Regions from separate parts of the Mus musculus genome. Here regions 1, 2, 3 and 5 are each linked to region 4. The links are chromatin contacts, called in public HiChIP or PLAC-seq and promoter capture Hi-C maps. All regions are on one chromosome and are shown on one strand. Each heading gives the region's core, a stretch centred on a gene start, on an enhancer-like site or on the middle of the called end of the contact. The rest is flanking DNA. Distances are from core to core; before and after follow the strand shown. Region 1 overlaps Prdm2 (PR domain containing 2, with ZNF domain). Region 2 overlaps Prdm2 (PR domain containing 2, with ZNF domain). Region 3 holds the start of Lrrc38 (leucine rich repeat containing 38). Region 4 holds the start of Tmem51 (transmembrane protein 51). Region 5 overlaps Prdm2 (PR domain containing 2, with ZNF domain).

The links. Promoter capture Hi-C pulls out the DNA fragments that hold promoters and counts their contacts. HiChIP or PLAC-seq counts read pairs in DNA pulled down with a chosen protein or histone mark.
Region 1: a promoter capture Hi-C map of liver shows a contact between it and region 4, with 3 times the contacts expected there. The contact joins the enhancer-like site here to the promoter of Tmem51 in region 4. A contact is called at or near these places in 4 of 39 promoter capture datasets (hippocampal neurons, liver and stem cell-derived epiblast-like cells) and 1 of 115 datasets of contacts at active chromatin or transcription factors (embryonic stem cells).
Region 2: a promoter capture Hi-C map of liver shows a contact between it and region 4, with 2.8 times the contacts expected there. The contact joins the enhancer-like site here to the promoter of Tmem51 in region 4. A contact is called at or near these places in 5 of 39 promoter capture datasets (the 3T3-L1 cell line, the C10 cell line, embryonic stem cells and 2 more), 3 of 115 datasets of contacts at active chromatin or transcription factors (astrocytes, fibro-adipogenic progenitors and pro-B cells) and 1 of 9 other capture datasets (adipose tissue).
Region 3: a promoter capture Hi-C map of hippocampal neurons shows a contact between it and region 4, with 5 times the contacts expected there. The contact joins the promoter of Lrrc38 here to the promoter of Tmem51 in region 4. A contact is called at or near these places in 4 of 39 promoter capture datasets (the 3T3-L1 cell line, the C10 cell line, hippocampal neurons and 1 more) and 3 of 115 datasets of contacts at active chromatin or transcription factors (embryonic stem cells, extraembryonic endoderm stem cells and neural tube).
Region 5: a contact with region 4 is called in an H3K27ac HiChIP or PLAC-seq map of large pre-B cells, with 8 times the contacts expected there. The contact joins the enhancer-like site here to the promoter of Tmem51 in region 4. A contact is called at or near these places in 4 of 39 promoter capture datasets (hippocampal neurons, liver and stem cell-derived epiblast-like cells) and 4 of 115 datasets of contacts at active chromatin or transcription factors (astrocytes, fibro-adipogenic progenitors, large pre-B cells and 1 more).

Annotation. Positions count from the first base shown.
Region 1 is chr4:143,189,411-143,192,110 of GRCm38.p6, forward strand. The region is part of intron 2 of Prdm2 (PR domain containing 2, with ZNF domain); the gene reads right to left. Among named protein-coding and RNA genes, the nearest start is that of Gm22039, 13 kb to the right of the region's middle. Within about 2 kb of position 1,426, at least 65 of the 459 cell types and tissues checked have an H3K27ac peak or open chromatin away from gene starts, as enhancers often do. A contact at or near this core is called in liver, where this site is marked.
Region 2 is chr4:143,154,442-143,157,141 of GRCm38.p6, forward strand. All of the region lies in intron 6 of Prdm2 (PR domain containing 2, with ZNF domain), which reads right to left. Among named protein-coding and RNA genes, the nearest start is that of Mir7021, 20 kb to the left of the region's middle. Within about 2 kb of position 1,295, at least 25 of the 459 cell types and tissues checked have an H3K27ac peak or open chromatin away from gene starts, as enhancers often do. A contact at or near this core is called in liver, where this site is marked.
Region 3 is chr4:143,348,393-143,351,092 of GRCm38.p6, forward strand. It overlaps Lrrc38 (leucine rich repeat containing 38), which reads left to right and starts at 1,358. Exons shown (of 2, transcript NM_001162983.1): 1 at 1,358-2,419. The coding sequence starts at 1,777.
Region 4 is chr4:142,082,903-142,085,602 of GRCm38.p6, forward strand. It overlaps Tmem51 (transmembrane protein 51), which reads right to left and starts at 1,402. Exons shown (of 3, transcript NM_145402.3): 1 at 1,160-1,402. It overlaps Tmem51os1 (Tmem51 opposite strand 1), which reads left to right and starts at 1,396. Exons shown (of 5, transcript NR_027137.1): 1 at 1,396-2,072.
Region 5 is chr4:143,170,470-143,173,169 of GRCm38.p6, forward strand. All of the region lies in intron 4 of Prdm2 (PR domain containing 2, with ZNF domain), which reads right to left. Among named protein-coding and RNA genes, the nearest start is that of Gm22039, 32 kb to the right of the region's middle. Within about 2 kb of position 1,307, at least 19 of the 459 cell types and tissues checked have an H3K27ac peak or open chromatin away from gene starts, as enhancers often do. A contact at or near this core is called in pro-B cells, where this site is marked.

The sequences.
Region 1 (2,700 bases), core at 176-2,675, 1.1 Mb after region 4:
TGGGAAAATACTTAAAACATGAAGAGGGAAAAGAAACCATGAACCAGTGTCAAACTGTAAAAATACCACGACTGGAATAAACACAGTGTCTATAGTATTAAAAAAGAAAGGAAAAGAAAACCCAAGTATGTTCATTTAACACCTCTTTGCAGCAAACACTAAACCGGGCTGGAGCTGGCTCTGGACGCCAGCGTCCCCAGCAGGAGGCTCGGAAGCATCTGTAGCTCCAGCTGCAAGGCCTCCAGGGCATCTACATACAGACACATGCACACACATACAAACAATATTTTTTTTTTTTGAGACAGGGTTTCTCTGTATAGCCCTGGCAGTCCTGGAACTCACTTTGTAGACCAGGCTGGCCTCGAACTCAGAGATCCACCTGCCACTGCCTCCCGAGTGCTGGGATTAAAGGCGTGCGCCACCATGCCTGGCTACAATAAATATTTTTAAACGTATGAAACTAAGATAGAGTTTTAAATACTTTCTATTTACAGATAGAAAGGCCAACTTACAAACACATGAAAATCTAGCTAACCTCATAATTAATAATCCTAAATATTTATTAATCATTAAAGCAAAATGAACCTTTAAGTCATCAGACTTAAAGAACAGGAATATCAGTATAACAGAACAGAATGTATCATTTTAATTAATATTTATTAACACAATTCAAACATTCCTATACTCAGAACTGTCCCAAACTCCCCCATCCCTCAAGCAAACTCTCCTCCGATCTTTAACAAGGCCCATGAAACTGACCTTGTACCTCTTTGCCTGGCTTCATGTGGCCTCAGGACCAGCCTCTCCTTCCCTACCACAGCCCCTCTCTTCACACTCTCTGCCAGCTGACAGCTGCTACTGGTAAAATGGCTATTATAGAAGGTTGCATTCACTATTTCACATAAGCAATATGGATTAATGGCTCTGATTTTTAAAAATATAAGGACTGGGTATGGTGGTACACATCTTTAATCCCACCACTTGGGAGGCAGAGGCAGAGGGATCTCTGTGAGTTCAAGACTGGTCTGGTCTATATAGTAAGTTCTAGGACAACCAATGCTATGTAGAGAAACTTTTTGCCAAAATTAAAAAATAATAAATAAATAAACACCCAGAAAACAAACATATATACGAATATTCATACATAATAAGCAAATTTTACTGGCTTTTCATGAGAAGAAATATAAATAAGCAAATCCACGTCTATACTTTACCCATTTGCAATAAAATATAATGAAGCACGGCCCTGCCCTTTGCACACTGTGTTTCTTTCAGTCTGCCCATTACTTCCTTTCCTGTATTGTTGTGCACCTGGATTCTGGCTGTGTCCCACCTTGGTTCTGAGATCAGTGGCTGTGTAACACAGAGCACTTCCTCTAGCCCTCCCTGCCACTCCTCCTCACAGGGACTCGCTGCTTCACAGCACTTTCACTATCCTCTGGAACCAGCCTTGCCTGCTTTTCTGAGCATCAAGACTGCAGAGCCTCATCCACGTGGTTCTCTGCAGTGTCCATGACATGCTGGGAGGGGTTCTGTGCATGGGAACAAATAAACACCCAGGACAGCAGAGCTACGAGAACTGCAGATGGATTACAACGGTGCTCACAAGCTTCTTTCCTTGTTTTACTGGTCTTTAAAACTAGCACAGAAAGCAAAACTCCCCTGCTACTGGTTAATGGCAGTAGTAACACAGGCCACTGCTTAGAACAGAGAGCTGTTGTGACTATAGTTCCTATACTGCCAGAAAAGATTCCAGGGGGGGAAACTATGTAACTCAGGAAATTAGTAATAAAGGTAGTCCCAGGAAATCCTCATAGCTGTCCTCAAATACTTTGGTTTTTCTCTGCTACCAGATGGGATCACACCCCACCACCACATTAATTTTAAATGACATATGCCAACGTGAGTGTGGCCAATTAATGTCACATACCAAAAGTCCACGATCCCTTGTTCCTGTGTAACTACAATAGGACAGCACCACGACAATCCAGAGTGTGCAGCAAAGACCAGGGAATAAGCTGGGGCTGTGTTAAGCCACTGAGCTGGGCAGCTGTTTGCCACTTCTGCAAACCTGAGTATACCTGGGCTGCTACAGTGAGAGGCTTTATACATCTGACTGCTGCTGACTGCAAAGCTCCTTTTTTCACTCTGGAATGACCATCTCTTGGTCCTAAAGTCTTCCATCACAAAGTGGGAATTCTAATGCCTGCATTTCATAGGTTGTTTTTATAAGAGGAGAATATATATACTTAACAAAGAGCTTGGCAACTGTGCTAAGAACTCAACAGATACAAAATGGAATTAAACTGTAGCATATCTAAGCTAGGCTACTTTGAGCCTATTTACATTGTGCCACTAAATAACCTAGGAAACAGGAAAATATCACAGAGATGATCTCTAATTCACAATAGTCTAAGATACAAAAGAAAAAAGTTGTAATTGCGTTGGCTTTACCTTGAGTTTAGTAGGATGTAATCACATTGTAAGTCTAGGAGCAACTGTATTGGGTTAGTGTGGAATAGTAGTGAGGAAACAAAGGATAGCTATGACCTAAAAACAGAAAATACAACATGAGGGCAAAGGTGACTCCGACTGCCAGCTAGGCACGGCAGTGAGGAGGAACAAGGACTCACCTGCATAGCAAACTATGCTCCCTCTTGGGAGGAGAGAGACAGCAAGTGAGTGGGTACTGAGTGACAA
Region 2 (2,700 bases), core at 45-2,544, 1.1 Mb after region 4:
CCCCAGCAGCATGGTAAAGTACTTCAGCATGTCTAAGCCTAGATCTGAGTCCAAGGTCCGGTGCTCCAAACAAACAAAACACTATGCACACAGACATAAGCATATAATGAATTAAAAACAATTTCTCATTAGCAGTGTACACTGTGATCACAGCAAATGGGAAACTTATAAATTAAGTTGTTCATTCTTTTGAGTATCCAAAAGTAAACAGTTTACAAAATACTTGCAGCTTACTTCTGCAGACACGTTTGCTGATGTGGGATTTGTTGACTACTTTGTATTGTCTCGGCCCTGTCTACTTCCTGGCCCGCTTTACTCTTACTGATTAGTTCAAGGAAGAGGTGCTGATGCGCGCAGTCTCCTCCTCTGCAGCACACTGAGGCCTTGTCACTGCCGCACTGGTTCATGAACTTTAAGGTTTCCTTAGGCCAAACATTAAGGACCCTGAACAGGATCTAATATAAAAATTAAATCTAGAAACTGATTTAGTGGAGTTCTAATTCATTTTGTGGCTGTAGTAGAAGGAAGTAATGATGGTTGCTTCTTTCCTTCCCTGCCTTAGGATGTAGGTAAGTGTTCTGGTTTTTCTGTTTGTTTTGTCAGATTATTAATTTGTGAAGGGTAGTGTCTCGTGGTTCATTTTGGCTTTTTGGAACACAAATGCACTATTTTGAAGTGGCATCTCCAAAGGTTTGGTTTGCTGACGAAGCTGGTCCCGTCCTAGCTGCCTGACTCATTCTGTAGGAAAGGCAGGAGAGTGGACTTGTTAGGAACAGTTTCCCCAGTCTGGACCCAGGCACAGCACCCCTTCTTCCTCTTTATTTTCTCTCTTATTGCCTTCCTCTTAATGGACTTCTCACGCAGTCCAGACTGGATTGTAAATTTCTGATCTGCCTCCACCTCCTAAGTGCTTGGACAATAGGCATGTGCTGTTAGGCCTGGCTGAACTAACTGCAAAGGTAACTGAGTTTTCTTAAGGAGTGCTGGAGTTCATTTCTTCATTGTGCTTATCCTACAGTACATTTTGTTTTTGAAGATGATCTCCCTATGTGGTTCCTGCTAGCCTAGAACTCCAGGACAGCCAGGGCTACACAGAGCGGGAGAGGGAGGATGGGGGGCACAAGTGCTTTCAGTATCTTTTTCACTTAGAGGAAGCTCTTGCTTCTGTACTGTAATATAAGCTCCCCTAAACTATTAATGCTACTAAAGACCAAACTCCAGATCTCTCTGGCAGCATGTAATACACATAGGGAATCCAAACTACACAGCTCCAGGCTGTTAACCTGGACTGCAGCTTTCAGCTCTGCATGCAGCCTTCACTCAAAGTGCCCATCAACAGTCAATCCCCAGTTAACCAACCAAGCTTTCCATCCAATCAATTCCTAGTTAATTTTTATTTATTCATTCATTTGTTTACTAAGACATGGTCTCTCTATGTAGCCCTGGCTGTCCTAGATAGAACTCTCTTTATAGACCAGGTTGGCCTCAAACTCAGAGATGTAAACTCAGTCTCTGTCTCCCAGATACTGGGATTAAAGACATGCACTACTACACCTGGCTCCTGCTTTCGTTAGAGGCAACTTCAAATATGAAACTACACCCTCCTCTGTTAGGTTCCACGCTCAGGAACACCAAGTTCCCGTATCTAAACACCATCTGTGAACTGGAATACGAAACTGCCTAGGGGAGAGAAGCACAGCTAGTTTTAAACCAATTTAAAAATCAGTTATTTAAGCAAAGAACCTGGTGTTCATATATTTAAGGAAACAACAAAATTGAGGGTTTTAACATACAAGTTATAGTCAGATTAAAAAAACTAAACTAATTTGAACTCATTATAAGGGTCTTCTAGAAAATGCAATTATAATCAAACTTTTTTTTCTGGTTTAGACAAGTCATAGCTTCCAATTCCCTTTTAGACAGAATACACGGCAGCACATGTCAAGAGTTCCTAACACACTCCATCAGATGTCTCAAATAGTTTTTTTATATTAGGATTCTAGGCTGGCAAGTGAGATGGCTCAGCAGACAAAGAAAGGTACTTGTTCCCAAGCCTGACAAACTGAGTTTAATTCCCAGAACCCACATTGTTATGATCTTTACCCTACTCTGCCTCTGGCCATGTGCACAGGCACAGACACAAGCACACAAACATAAAGAAATGTTTGTGAAGAACATTTTATAAAATTCTGGCTAATCCACACAATTTTTCTGTGAACAAGGCTACACATAATTAAGAATCAAAGGCACAGAAACAGTTTCCAACATTTAGCCCAAATCTGGAGCCCCTCAGTGATGGCTCAAGTAAACAGAAAAAGTAACACAAGTTTTCTCCCTCCTGGTGAAAAGCTTAACTGAAACCATCCTGAGCATAGACACAGCCCACAGCAGGAAAGGTGGGCAGGACATGCACTGCTCGATGAAGGCATCTCTCAGATGGATGGCAGCTAGGGCTTCAGGAGACACCGCTGTTAAGACTCACTATACACTTTGCCTGCCACACAGCCTGACTTAACAAGTCTGAGGCCACAAGCACAGGAACACATTGCGTCTGGCTCCACACCTGTCAAGAGGTGAGGGCCCAGTTAAGTCTACCTAAGAACTGCCTACCACCATCAGGCCTCGATCACTCAGCTCCAGTCAGGAATATGCAACAGAGCTGCCAGCTGCTAGAAGAGACCAAGTGATCGTTTCATGTAA
Region 3 (2,700 bases), core at 108-2,607, 1.3 Mb after region 4:
ACAGCTCTGCCAGCCCAGAACAGAACCTGAGGCTGAAAGAGAGCAAGAATATTCTTTTCAGGATGCTTTTGCAGAGTTTAGAGTGGTGGCACATGCTCTTTCTGGCTGCCTTCTTGCATCCTTAACAACATCAATGTAGCTAAGGTACTTTCACCCACCCTAGTCCTTTCTTACCCTATACTGCCTCTTCAAAAGGCAGAGCCCCGGAAACTGGGAATTGCAAGACATTCTGTTGACCTGGTGAGAATCGGAACACAAGACAGGGGCTGTAGGTCTAGCTTGGTGGCCAGGGTGTGTGCAAGGGAAGAGCGATTGAGGGGGCCCAACACCCAGCCCCTCCTGGAACTCATGCAAGTTCTTGGGCCTTTGGCTCTGTCCCAAAGGCTCAACTGCCTGATCCCTGGCTCAGAGGCACCAACTGGCTTCCAAACTGGAAAAAGAGGTCATCCAACTCCCTTCCAAACTGGGAAAAAAAATACCCAGACTTAGCTCTGAGGCTTCGGAATAGCTGGCTCCACCAATCCCCAGCAGTGCCAGGGGATGGGGCAGGGTCAATGGGGGCCAGTAACTGACAGCTGTTCCGTGGGTTATTTTGGGCCAGGGGCTGAGCTTCTCGGTTCCAGGGTGTTAGGATTAAAATAGCCACCTGCAGGGCGATTTGCCTGTAGCAGTGTAGGGGCTTTTCCAAAAAGCAAACATTCAAAGCCCGGCAGAGGAGTAGAATACGGGGTTGGTTTGAGGAATGGCAGGGAAGGAATTCTATCACTGTCTAAGACCAACCTCACCTCTGAGGAGCTGGGCTCTAAGCGTTGGCATCTCTCTGACCAGATCACTTTCCTGGGCCATCAAAATGAAGGGTTGATGGGGAAAGAAGGGTTGGTAACTCCTAAACACAGCTTCTGGCCTTCTTCAGTCCTCAAAGGGAGCGGTGAGATGTCCCCACCCTTGCCTTTTCACAGATGGTTCCACAGGAGTTCAGGGGGCGCTTGGAGGCTCTGGTTGCAGGTCACCAAACTGCCCCAGTACCTCTTGCTTTGGCCTTGCTCAGAGCTACAGAAGATTCGTGTTGGGAGGATAATCAGTTCTATCTCCAAGCTCAGGACCAGCATGGAAAACGCTGACTGGCCCTGGCTATCCTTCCAGTCACAGCGGGACCTTGGCAGCCACCCGCCTAGCTCACACCCTCCTCCTGCAGGAGGTGGGGCAAAAGCAGGTGGGAGGAGGGGGTCGAAGGGGAAGCCCAACCATCCTGGAGCCTAGCCAAAGCTCAACTTCGCAGCCCCAGGCGGGGACTTGACAGCCTGCGGGCTTTGTTCAGGACTTCGAGTTAGAGTGACCTGGGACCCTTTGGCAGAGATGAGGGTGGCGCTCTGGGCGCATGCCCCAGACACGCCCCATGGAAATCGCTCCAGGGATCCGTCACTGAACTTAGTCTTGAGCACCGCTGGCCAGGTCTGTGCGACAGGTCCCACTTCCCCGCCCGAGTGGGGTCGCTCTGGGCTCCCTCCACGATCTCCACCTGTGCTTTTGAATGTTCCAGAGGGTCAGTTTCCTGTGCGGGTAAATTCTGCGCCCAGCACCTCTCATCTTCCTCCTCCCTCCCCGCCTCCCGGACACCCCGGGTCGCTCTGTCCCCGCCGCACTCTCATCGCCCCCGCGCGCCCCGGCGCAGCCTCCCCGCCCTGCGCCGCTGCCCTGGGGCTCTCGGCGCCCCGGAGCCAGGGCCCCGCTGCGTCCTCCTTGCTGCGAGCTGAGTCCTCCGGAGTCCCCCGGGCCATGAGTCTCTGCGTTGCCCCCCGCCACCCCACGGGCGCTGCTGCGGCGCTGGGGCTCGGTAGCCTCTTGGTGCTGCTCGGGCCGGGACGCGCGTGCCCCGCGGGCTGTGCTTGCACCGACCCCCATACCGTGGACTGTCGCGATCGCGGGCTGCCCAGCGTGCCCGATCCCTTCCCCCTGGACGTGCGCAAGCTGCTAGTGGCCGGCAACCGCATCCAGCAGATCCCCGAGGACTTCTTCATCTTCCATGGAGATCTGGTGTATCTGGATTTCAGGAACAACTCGCTGCGCTCGCTGGAGGAGGGCACGTTCAGCGGCTCGGGCAAGCTGGCCTTTCTGGACCTGAGCTACAACAACCTCACCCAGCTGGGGGCCGGCGCCTTCCGCTCGGCGGGGAGGCTGGTCAAGCTGAGCCTGGCCAACAACCATCTGGCCGGTGTACATGAGGCTGCCTTCGAGAGCCTGGAGTCCTTGCAGGTGCTGGAACTCAACGACAACAACCTGCGCAGCCTCAACGTGGCGGCTTTGGATGCGCTGCCGGCACTGCGCACTGTGCGCCTGGACGGGAACCCCTGGCTGTGTGACTGTGACTTCGCTCACCTCTTCTCCTGGATTCAGGAGAACACATCCAAATTGCCCAAAGGTGAGCCAGAGGGTGGCTGGAAGCCAAGGCTGGGTCTGGTAGGGAACGCTGGAGGAATCCAGCACGGTCAGGATGTGTGAGGCCTCGTTTTGGGGCTCACCAGAAAGTCCCCTGAACGAGGACCCCTGTGGTGTAACTCCATAAGACCAGCTGTCTGAAAGTCTGAGATGTGTTGGCAACGAGTGTTAAAAGAACACACCCGGAACTCTCTCAAGTTTCTCTTTCTTCACTTATTACCCACCTTTTCTCCATCATCATGGTCCACATCCTCTCTGGGAGCT
Region 4 (2,700 bases), core at 152-2,651:
TCACCATCATCACACAGCCCTTGTCATATCTACCGCTGACTTCCTTGATTTCCCAATTAGACAGGGCTGGCTTTGGGTGATGCCCAATGACCAACAGAATGGCCACCAGTCTCTTTTTCTCTGCTCACCCTTTTCTTTCTGTCTGGGTTGGGGGAACCTTTGATCTGGTTCTGAGGGAGATATTTGGAAAGGAGTAACTCCCCCCAAGGACCTTTGAATGACAGGTCTCAGTGGGAAAGCTCTTGACCCTTCTCTTAAGAAGCCAACCTTCAAGTTTGCTTTCAAAACAAAAGCTAGAGGAACTAGAGGAAGCCCTGAAGTGGACAGGTGGGGATCCCTACCCCCCCCCCCCAAGCCTGCTTAACTCGCCTAGGTCCTGCCCCTTCACTCCACTCCTGACTTCATCTCTAAGTTTCCATATTGGCCAAGGACCTGGCTCAGGGTCACATATATCATCAGAGGAGAAACCCACCACCTTGCAGGGTCCCCCACTGACAGGTCTCCTGCTCCTACCTTGTGCGTGAGAAAAAAATTCTCAAAGTGGCCAAATCAAACTTGGCGTTCCCTCCTCAAATGCACCCACAACATTCATATCAATTACAAGCAAACTTACTATGTCGTCGGTATTTTGTTCTCCCCTGCACCCTGTAACTTAATTTACAGTCATTGGTCTGCGAATACTTAGCCTCAGCCTAGGGCTCCTCGGGCTCCTATAGTCACTCCTATTTTACAGGCGAAGAAACTAAGGACCCTGGAGGACCGCTGGCTCTCCACCCCTCGATTGCTTCTTAATCCGGTAACAGTCAGAAGGAAGTAAGAATACACAATGTCCACCCCTACATTACTAGGACAGAGGCTCCCACGGCCGGCTCAGTGCCCTATCCAAGTTCTTTCCTCTCAAAAGTGCCCAGGTGCTCTGTCCAGGCACAAGCGGATGGAACCTGTCCCCGCCAACAGGGGGCCCTCGAGGCCAAAGCCAGAGCGACGCGGGGAGGCGGGAGAACTCCACATCAGCCGGGTGCGGCTACAGAGGGTGCGGGGGGGGGGGGGGGGCGGAGTGGAGTCCCCTGAGGAACATGTCCGACATGATGCTCCCGGACGCACGGATACCCAACCCGGGCCCTACCGTGCTCTTTTCGGCGCGAGGACGCAGACTCACCCCGAAGGCAAAGGGCCACGCTTGGTCTCTGTCCGCAGGCCCGGGGCTGGGGGTTTCGCGACACCCCCACCCCAGGCAATCGCGGGCCGCGGAGCCGGAGCCGGGGAGCACAGCGTGGAGAGGGCGCGCAGCCCGGGGACCTCTGTGGCGATCAGCCAGCGCGGCCCAAAGCAGCGAGAGCAGGAGGGAGGGACCGAGGGCGCCCGCAGGAGGCACCGCCCACCTGCCCACCCTGCGCCCTACGCCACCAGGCGGGGACCCGGACCCTGGGGCGGAGCAGGCTGGAGGGCCTGGCCCTGCAACGCAGTGCAGGGTCCCGGACCTCCTACTCTGAGGCTGGGGAATGGCTGTCTACTGGGGCACTTGAGGGATAATGGGAGCTGGGAGTCCCTGTTCGGCGACCTCACCTGGCTGTAAACTCACCTTCTTGTGCGCGCAGGCCGCCGCTCCTGCGGCTCCAGGCAGCCAAGCCCAATGATGGGCGGAGGAGGGAAGGAGGAAGGAAGGGAAGTTTTCCCAGCCTCTCAGCTCACGCTTTCGGTCAGCTTCCCACTCTCTGGTGTCCCGGACGCCCTCCGGATCGCCACTTCGAGCCCTAGTCTAGCTCGGGAGTGTTCCCGTAAGGGGCGCGTTCCCAGCTTGGCAGAAAACTTTCCAGCGAATCACAGGCTGGCTTCTCCCTCCGCCTGGAGCCGGGGAGGGTGATCTGAACTGAGTGGCGCCTCACCTGGCTGGAAGTTTGCCTGGGAACCCCACGACTCCAGGCACAGATCTATGTGCCCTGCCAGCTCTGAATCTCGACCTGGGTGGCTTCGTGGGTGCGCAGCCAGCTCTTTGAAGTTCAAGGCTTGAGAAGTCCCTGGGCAGCCGGGTGTCAGAGGATTCGGCTGGGGTTAAAAGGCGCCTCCTACTGGTGTGTGTGTGTGTGTGTGTGTGTGTGTGTGTGTGTGAGAGAGAGAGAGAGAGAGAGAGAGAGAGAGAGAGAGAGAGAGAGAGATTGAAAGTCCGCTTTCTGGATAAACCGCACAGCTTGGCTGCAGCCAAGTTCACTTGGAATTCCTGGGTACATACTTCCCGAGCTGTATACTTCCGGAGTCCAATCACACTCTATACACTGCTACTTCTTATTTGCACTGATAGAAAGGGATTAATTGGGAAATGGCTTGTGATTTGGGAAGTGAAAAGGGCATTTTTGGAAACAGGTTCGGAGCGCAAGAGTAACTGCTAACATTTCACGTCCTTACTCTGAACCCGGCCTGGGTGACCCCACCCCCGCCCCGCCCCGCCTCGCCTCCTGAACATTCTCCCTCAACCTCTCCACCCGGCACAGCCCGGGCCTATAGTTTGCATTTCACCCTGACAGACTCGAGGCAGGTCATTCAGAGAGTCCCAGAGGTGGAAGCAAGGAATACTGGTACTTTTCCATGCCGGGATTCAGCTCTAGACCTGCCCCTACACCGCATCTAATCTAGCTGGGCAGGTCTGTCTCTTCCAAGCGGGGAGAGACCAAGGACTTAACAGCCAAAGCTGAGCTGAGAGGA
Region 5 (2,700 bases), core at 57-2,556, 1.1 Mb after region 4:
CTCTCAAGTGTGACTTAACAACATGCCTTCTAAGATACTCTATTGGTCCAATCCAGGTCTGTACTGCTGAGGACACAGTTCAGTGGTCTCTTTCTGGCATGATTTACAGAGATGTCAGAAAATGGACACACGTGAATCAATCATGTAGGTGATAACTGTTTTCTAAACTTCACTGTCCCTTAACACCTACTCCATCCAGCATATGTGTTAGAACTAAGGTTCAGCAAACATCTTTGCAAAGTTCTAGGATGCAGAAAAAAACAAAAGAACAAAAACAAAACCAGAAAAGCCAGGACACGGGAACATTCATGCTTGTTCAACTCCTCCTCTGAGATGCTGCCAACAAACTCATAGCTGGTCATGCCTTCATTTGAAAGAACATGAACTCTGCAAGTAGTCTGAAGTTTACTCCCTCTTTCTCACTGAACGGATGAGGCAGTAATTCTTCTTCAAGCAGAGCATAAATGTCCCACAACTTAATTTTAATTCTATGAATAATGCAGTCATTTTAAAATATGTGCATACAGATACGTTTATACCCCAAAACCAGACTGCAAAACACCTAAGTAAATTGAACCAGAACTACAAATAGGCATTCTTTTTAGGAAGAAAGGACTCTCTCTCTCACACACACACACACACACACACACACACACACACACACACACACACACACACACACACACACACACACCTTGACTCCTACCATTTACTCCTTCTTTTCTCTCCCACCACCTTCATCACTGTCATTAGGTGACTTTCCCTTAGAACAAAGGTCCTGCTCTCAGCTGATGGCTAGGATGCTGACTTCCTGAGCAAGTCTGGGTCCCTGAGGTTTCTTCTCTTCCCACCAGCAACCAAGCCTCCCTCAGCTCTTACAGGAGTAGACAGACAGACAGACAGACAGACACAGACACACACACACCGAGTCTGTCTCTCTCCCTCTCTCCCCCTCCCTCTCTCTCCAAATCAAAGGACCCCCTCAAATGGTATGTTTGAAGCCATTGCAAACTTCAATGTTAAACATAGTACACAAAATGACAAAAGCTGCTTTCCAGTGTTTAAGAGCTCTGATTGTCCCGTTTGCTGAAAGTGGAGTGAAGGACAGACACATGAAGGTTGTAATCAAGCCTCTGGTTAGCTCACTGACTCACACAGGTATTAGTATTACTTTGCCCCTGGCCTCAGAGATAGTCTTTTTCTTTCTTTTAATTTTAATGTATATTGGCAGACACCAGGGTCTCACTGGATCACCCCCCACACAGTAGCAGTGCTGACAGGTATCAATGGGACTACAGAGAGAGCAGTAGGAAGCCAGGAAACCCACGGAATAGAAGGCAAAGGTGGCACCTTGACTACACGTCTGCTGTAACAACATCTGCTAGAACTTCCTGGCTCTTAAGTCAAAACAAATCGTTGCAAAAATAACAATGTTCCAGTTGAGTAAACTCTTTATTTATGCATATTTCATTGTAACTCAATGGAAAGTGAGGAATCTTCTAAGGCACAATGATGTATATAAAGAAAAAAGTCCCATAGAAGATGAATATGTCAGGGGATTTAAGAGAGATGTGTTTGCATTTGGGGGGCATGTTTCAGTTTCTGTTTTGTTTTCTGAGAAAGGATCTCACTCTGTAGTGTGCCCATCCATACACACACGAAATCACACAATGCTGACTATGTAAAACCACTCATTGATAAAAATGATCTATTTATTTTTACCTAAAATGTAAGAATATAGAAGAATATATGAAGAGAAAATAATTTAAAACTAAATAACAGTTTTCTCTGAGAAAATGAAATAATTCAGTCATTTTTTTCTTTTGCTTATGTTAACTTTCTGCCTTTCCTCCACTGGAATACCATTACACTGAGGTGGGGTGGGGGAAAAGGCAGTGCTATCCTGAAGGTCTACATCTACATGATGTCTGCTGGATGCCCAGGGAAACCACAACATGGTTTTCCTGTTGCTCTACACTTTAAAACAACAACAAAATAAAAAACAAAAACAAAAACAGCAGCAGCAGCAGCAATGACAGCAACAAAAAACAGCTGGGCTTGGTGGTGCACACCTTTAATACCAGCACTCAGCATTTGGGAGGTGGAGGCAGGCAGATCTCTGTGAATTGAAAGCCAGCCTGGGCTACATAATATGTTCCAGACCAGCCAGAGCTACATAGACCATGTCTTTAAAAAATTAAAATTAAAAAGTTAACCCCTCCAGACCCTATGAAATGCTATTAGTCCCTTTTGAAAATGAGGAAGCATAGCAGATGGGCAATTTAGGAGAATAAACAAGCCACTGAAAATCACAGCCAAGACTCAAACTTGATCCTCTCATTTATTCCTTACACCAAAATGAAACAGATAAGCAGGCAGAGAGCAGGGAAGGGGAGCCCTTACGAACACTCCTAAATCCTTCTTCTGATGGTTAGGGTGTAACTCATAGTAAAGTGTTTGTTCAGCGGCTGACCCATGTCACCTCCAGAAGCACTGAACAAAAGGACAGACCTTTCTCCCCAACTCCTGATACCTTCAGGTTAGGGTTGAGGAAACCCTACTCCGCTGGGCGTGGTGGCGCATGCCTTTAATCCCAGCACTTGGGAGGCAGAGGCAAGCGGATCTCTGAGTTCAAGGCCAGCCTGGTCTACAGAGTGAGTTCCAGGACAGCCAAGACTACACAAGAGAAACCCTGTCTCG